2 separate regions of the Oryctolagus cuniculus genome follow, and region 2 is linked to region 1. Evidence: chromatin contacts called from public Micro-C data. All regions are on one chromosome and are shown on one strand. Each heading gives the region's core, a stretch centred on a gene start, on an enhancer-like site or on the middle of the called end of the contact. The rest is flanking DNA. Distances are from core to core; before and after follow the strand shown.

Region 1 (2,925 bases), core at 90-2,589:
AGCACGGCCAGGAGGAACCCCACAGACACAAGCAGTGTGGCCTCTGCTGAGTCTGGGGCGAGTGATGCAGGCCCCTGTCCTCTCGCCCTGTGGCCTCCCGGCTGTCCCTGCACATAGAAGACATCCAGATTCATAGAGGAAGGTCATTAGCAGAGAGGAAGAAGGGAGATTGAAGGATTCTCAAGCTCATTCCTGAAGGACAAGACCTGGGACAAAGCACAGTGGCTCTGGGGCAGAAGCCTGACACCCCCCAGGGTGTGAAGGAGCCTGCCTCTCCATCCTGCTCCACAGTCTGCTCCCCTTGGGAAACCCTTCACCCTCCTGACACCCCTGGCATCTGGAGTGTCTAGGCCAACCAGATAGGACAGCAGCGTGGTGGGGGTGGGGTGGCATAACCATCACTGCCAGCAGGTGGAGCTGTGGAGCCAGGGAGGAAAAGCTGTACTTTTTCCTAAGAAGCAGCCAGGCAGCTCTGGGCACAGAAGACAAGGGCTAGCACCCCGGGCGGGGCCATCAGGAGGAGCTCAGCGCCCCTTGGAGGAGTGACCGACGGCTTGTGCTGGCTGGGTGGGAGGGCAGGGTTATCCAGGACACGGGAGTTTCGGGGCAGCTGGTCACCCAAACCTCACCCACCATCTGGCAGAGGAGCGGGTGCCGAATTCCCCAGATCTTAGGGCTCAAGGTGGGGGGCACATCTCTCCAAGCCCCTGAGACCCCAGGCAATTCCCTGGTCTGCCTCTACCCCCATGAGTGCCCCTTCTGCTCACACATGCTCGTGTAACCCTCAGGTTATTACGGAAACAGGCAGGGGCCAGCACTGTGGCGTAGGAAGCAAAGCCACCGCCCATTATGCTGGCATCCTGTATGGGTGCTGGTTCAAGTCCCAGCTGCTCCACTTCCGATCCAGCTCCCTGTAATGCACCTGAGAGAACAGTAGAAGATGGCCCAAGTGCTTGGGCCTCTGCCACCCACATGGGAGACCTCAAAGAAGCTCCTGGCTCCTGGCTTCATCCTGGCCCATCCCTGACCATTGCAGCCATTTCGGGAGTGAACCAGCGGATGGAAGATATCTCTCTCTCTCTCTGTATAACTCTGACTTTTAAAGTAAACAATGAGAAAAGGAAGGAAGGAAGGAAGGAAGGAAGGAAGGAAGGAAGGAAGGAAGGAAGAAAGGAAGGAAAGAAGAGAGAGAGAGAGAGAGAAAATAGGTGGCCAGATGGCACGGATTTGCACTGAATTCCATCCACACTGAGAACCAGACACCGTGCTGAGGGACTTTCCCAAAATGTCCACTGCTAGGGGCCACACTGGTGCAGATGACACTTGTGAAAGACAGAGCAGAGGCCTCGCCAGCAACCCCAGGCTCTGCCCTGCCCAGCTCCCCTGCCTGGCTCAGGGTCTGCCGGCTGCTGCTCCTACGGCACACCTGGCTTGGGCCCCACCAAGCTCCTCCATTTCTCTCTCTCTCTCTCTCTCTCTCTCTCTCCCTGCTCAGCTCCTGTTGCTTCTGCTTCTCCCCTCCTGTTTAGGAGGAAAGCTCCACCCCCTGCCTCGGTCCTCGCCCAGGTGCACACAGCTATGTCCCAGGCAAGCGCTGTCTTGCTCTGGGCAGACTACCTTCCCCCAGCCGGGTAGCCTTGCCGGTCCCTCCTCCTTTGGAAGAAGTGTGAGGCGAGGCAGGCGTCTTCTCACTCCCCAGCCCCTCCTCCTGGTCGAAATCCCTGGTTCTTTTTGGAAAACCAAGCTGGCGAAAATGCATCCTTCTTTTGACCTTGACTGCTTGATCCACCCCTCCCTCCGTGCATCTGCAAAATTAGCCATTGCTAATGACGCACTCTCCAGCTCCCACCAGCCCTGTCCAAACGGGAAGAAGCCCAGCCCCTCCCGAGCCTAGGACATGGCCCAGGCCTGGGGAGGGATGGGGGTGGGGAGGAGACACCTGCCTTGGGTGGGGATGGGGGGCAATGGCACCCCTCTCCCCGTGCCCACGTTATAACCAAGCCTGCTGGGCTCTGGGCACAGACTCAGGAAGGGAGCTGGCAAGGGGTCCTCGGCAACCAGAGGTGATGTGAGGATCGAGAGGAACGAGAGACCACAGTGGGGCATGGAGAAATAAGAAGAGGGTGCTTTAGGAGAAAGGGCTTGGGGAAGACGGGGTTGATGGACAGGAGAGACTGGGGGTGAGGGGACAAGGGATGCAGAAAGAGTGCAAGGCGGACCCCCGAAGCTGGTGGCCAAGAAAGAGGCCCTGGCTGGGAGGGAGGGACTCCAGCCACATCCAGGGACCCCTCTCTCTGTGGAAGCTCCAGGATGCAAACCTGCCCTGGAAACAGAGGCTTGGGTAGGTGGGCTTCGGCGGTGCCTGGCGCTAGCTAGCTCCCCGCCCCCTACAGCCCAGCCCTGAAAAGAAGGAGGCAAAGGACACGGTGCCAGAGACCCAGTCCCCATCTCCCTCCAGAGTCATGAGTGTCCGTGGGGGCCCCTGGGGAGTGTGGCTGGGCTTCCAGCGGTGGCAGGAGGCGGGTTGTGGAGTGAACCTGGAGGCTGCAGCCAGAGAGTGGGGGGCAATGCCGCCCTCCAGGGAGCAAGAGGCACAGTGGCTCCTGGCTATGGGAAAGGAGACAGGGAAGTCGGCAGCCAGAGTGGAGGACCCGCATCACAATAAGGAGCCACGGAGGGCTCAGAGGAGCCCACAGCCATAGCAGAGAGGTTTCTGGGAAAGAATGTGGGTTCCGAGAGCCAGAGAAGGGAATGAGATGGAACGAGGAGTGACCGTGGGCCCGCTCTGCATTCGTCTAGGGCTTGTCCTGCCCGGGGTCCCAGGCTGCGCATTTAGAATCATTCTCCTCACACCAACCCTGGGACGTAACTGTTCCCACGTCACAGATGAGAAAGCAAAGGATCAGGGAGACCAGATCCCAAGTT
Region 2 (2,802 bases), core at 195-2,694, 200 kb after region 1:
TGAGCATTTACTTCACCTGCTGGAGCCATAAGCAAGTGAGGGTGGTGGTCTGGTCCCCCTCTGTAGGTGGTGGTGAGCACTGAGGACCATATCTCAACATTTAGCCATGGTCAGCTGTGGGGAGGGGCAGCAAAGACAGGGGCCCGACCCCCACGGAGGGGGAGAAAGAGGCACACTCCTGTCCCCACCCTAGACCCAAGCACCTGCTGGCACACTGGCCAGGGCAGGCTAGCTGGGCTTGTTTGCATGCTATTTGCATGTACATTCTCTGGCCACCAACGCTGTTTGCTCCAGCTGCTTTGGGGGCATATGGGATACAGATGATCTCTGTCCCTTTTCCTGGACCCCTGCAGGCTAGAGGAGCCTAGAGGGAGACCAGAGTCCCCACGCTGGTCTGAAATGGGACCCGGAGTCTGAAGACAGCCTGGACCTGGGCCGCCTGCAGGAAGCCTGGCTTAGGGCGACCTCTACAGGGCAATCTCAGAATGAAGGGAGGCGGAGCTGAGGCTCTCGAAGCCGGCTGGGGCCGCCCAGCCTCTGCCATCAGAGCGCCACAGTACTCCCTGGCAGCCAGAAACCTGGAACTGTCCCCCTCTAGATCCCCCAGAGATTCCAGACACCCACATCCCGCCCCCCTCAGCCAGGACCAGGGGCTGTACCCCGTGCCCAAGTGGGACTGTTTGTTTAAGACCCTGGGGTAGTGAGCAGTGCCCGGCCGGCTAGCACCAATTCTACACCACCACCCCGCAGCTCACAGCAGAGAAACGGACAGATGGATGGATTGTGATCTCGCTCCAGGGTTGGGGGGTGCAGGGGGTGTTGGATTTAAGGAGCAGAGAAGATTGTGGAGAACTGGAGAGAAAAACCCAGCTCAAAGGGAAGAAGCCAAGTGGGAACGGGCTGCAGCTAGCAGGACGGAGGCTAGCTCAGGGGAGGACTTCCCCCACTGTAGTGAGGCCCTTGAGGGCCCCCCAGCTCCCCTCCACCACTACCCCCATTCTTTCTGCATAGCCAGTTCAGCAAGGGAGATGCAGCGAGTGCAGTATTTGGCTGGGGGAGGGAAGAATGCCAGAAACACAGGGTGCTTGTACACACACACACACAAGCGCGCCCACCCCACCTGGGCCGGGCCGTGTGAACGCGGGCAGGACAGAGGGCTGGGCGCAAGGGTGTGTGTGAACAGGTGAAGTCATTCTCTCTGGGTGGTTCCTTTTAATTAGCACCCTCAAAAACTCCCAGCCAGCAAAATTGAGCCTTGCCAAGCAGGAGCCCCACCCTGCTGCCTCACCCAGGCCCCGGATGGACACAGAAGCAGGGCAGGAAACCTGCAAGCAAGGTCTGGGCAATGGAGGAGCCGTTCCTGTGCCCCAGGGACCCTTTGCCAGGACACACGGCAGGGCACCTGAGGGCCAGCTGGCTTCCGGGAGTGCGGGTCCAGCTGTCGTGCAGCAGGGAAGGGAGGTGGGCGAGCCGCTGGCGGAGACCAGCCCCGGAGCTCCCGCTGCTCAGCACGACAGCAAGGCCCCAGCCTGGCAAGGTACTTGGGCCTTCCTCTGGCCTTGGCCATTTCCATTGCAAACATGAGCGTTGTAAGCAAAGCCACCTGTCGTCACAGCCAACCCCCGAGTCCAGTCCCCAGAGCTGGAAGCAGCCAGTGTGCTCTGTGATGGGGAGCAGAGCAAGCCTCATCGACCTGCCCCCAGGATCCAGCCCACGGGGGCCAGTGTCGTGGCAACTCCAGCATCCCGTATCAGAGTGCCAGTGGGGTCCCGGCTGCTCCACTTCCCATCCAGCTCCCTGCTAATGCACCTGGGAAAGCAGCAGAAGATGGCCCAAGTGCTTGGTCCCCTGCACCCACATGGGAGACATGGAGCTCCTGGCTCCTGGCTTCAGCCTGACCCAGACCTAACTAGTGCAGCCATTAGGGGACTGAACCAGCAGATGGAAAATCTCTCTCTCTCTCTCTCTCTCTCTCTCTCTCTCTCTCTGCCTTTCAAAGGAATAAATAAATCTTTTAAAGAGACAAAGACCCCAGTCCCCCAGTCCCACAACCCAGAGACCACCCATTTGGCTTCTTCATGCCCCTCTACGGGAAGCTGTCTGATAAATCAGCCAGAATCCATGAGGCAGGTCCCAGGTGGCCCGCCCAGGCTGGGGGATTGGAGCAGGGGGCAGCCTTGGCACATGGCTGGCTCACTGTTCCCTGGGATTTGACACCCCCTTTCACCCCATCAAACACCCTCCTTGCTGTGGTCTCCAGCCCCAGCCCCCAGGAGCAGACAGTCTCAGCAAGGACTGTGGGGGAAGAAGATGGGCCGTGGTGGGGGGGGCATCCTGAGACCCAGGGCTTTCCTGGAAGGAAGGAGGTGCCCCAGGTGTGCCCCCACTGTGGTCCCAGGCACAATTGCTCTGTGACCTCCGGGTCTCCCCAGCCTTGGCCAGCAGCAGGGAGTCCTCCCTTCCTGTCTGGAGAGAACCATTGTCAATGTCCCCCACTTGGGGAGGGCAAGACTCAGGCCTACCCACCGGCAGAGGGGGGGTCTTCCCAGCCACTGACGGCCCTTCTGACTGTTTCTGTTGCTTAGCAACCAAGCGCCCAGACCCAGTCCCCTGGCGCTCAGCTCCAGGGACAGGACCACCGTTGTCAGCCCCCAAGACCACCTCTCAGAGGCCAGGCCACGGTGCCTGCCACCCAGCCACATGGGACCCAAACTCCTGGGAGCGGTCCCTGAGCCGTGGGGAGAGGCCAGGCCTGGTTTCAGGCGACAGCGGACTAAGGATGGGGTGATTTCTTTTGGGGAC

The links. A called contact is a pair of places that touch in the nucleus more often than the background predicts.
Region 2: a contact with region 1 is called in a Micro-C map of ear pinna, with 6 times the contacts expected there. The contact joins two enhancer-like sites. A contact is called at or near these places in 3 of 6 Hi-C or Micro-C datasets (ear pinna, psoas muscle and an unstated tissue).

What each region holds. Positions count from the first base shown.
Region 1 is chr11:55,784,727-55,787,651 of mOryCun1.1, forward strand. No RefSeq gene overlaps it. Among named protein-coding and RNA genes, the nearest start is that of KRT5, 45 kb to the left of the region's middle. Within about 2 kb of position 1,340, at least 1 of the 8 cell types and tissues checked has an H3K27ac peak or open chromatin away from gene starts, as enhancers often do. A contact at or near this core is called in ear pinna, where this site is marked.
Region 2 is chr11:55,982,292-55,985,093 of mOryCun1.1, forward strand. No RefSeq gene overlaps it. Among named protein-coding and RNA genes, the nearest start is that of KRT78, 17 kb to the left of the region's middle. Within about 2 kb of position 1,445, at least 3 of the 8 cell types and tissues checked have an H3K27ac peak or open chromatin away from gene starts, as enhancers often do. A contact at or near this core is called in ear pinna, where this site is marked.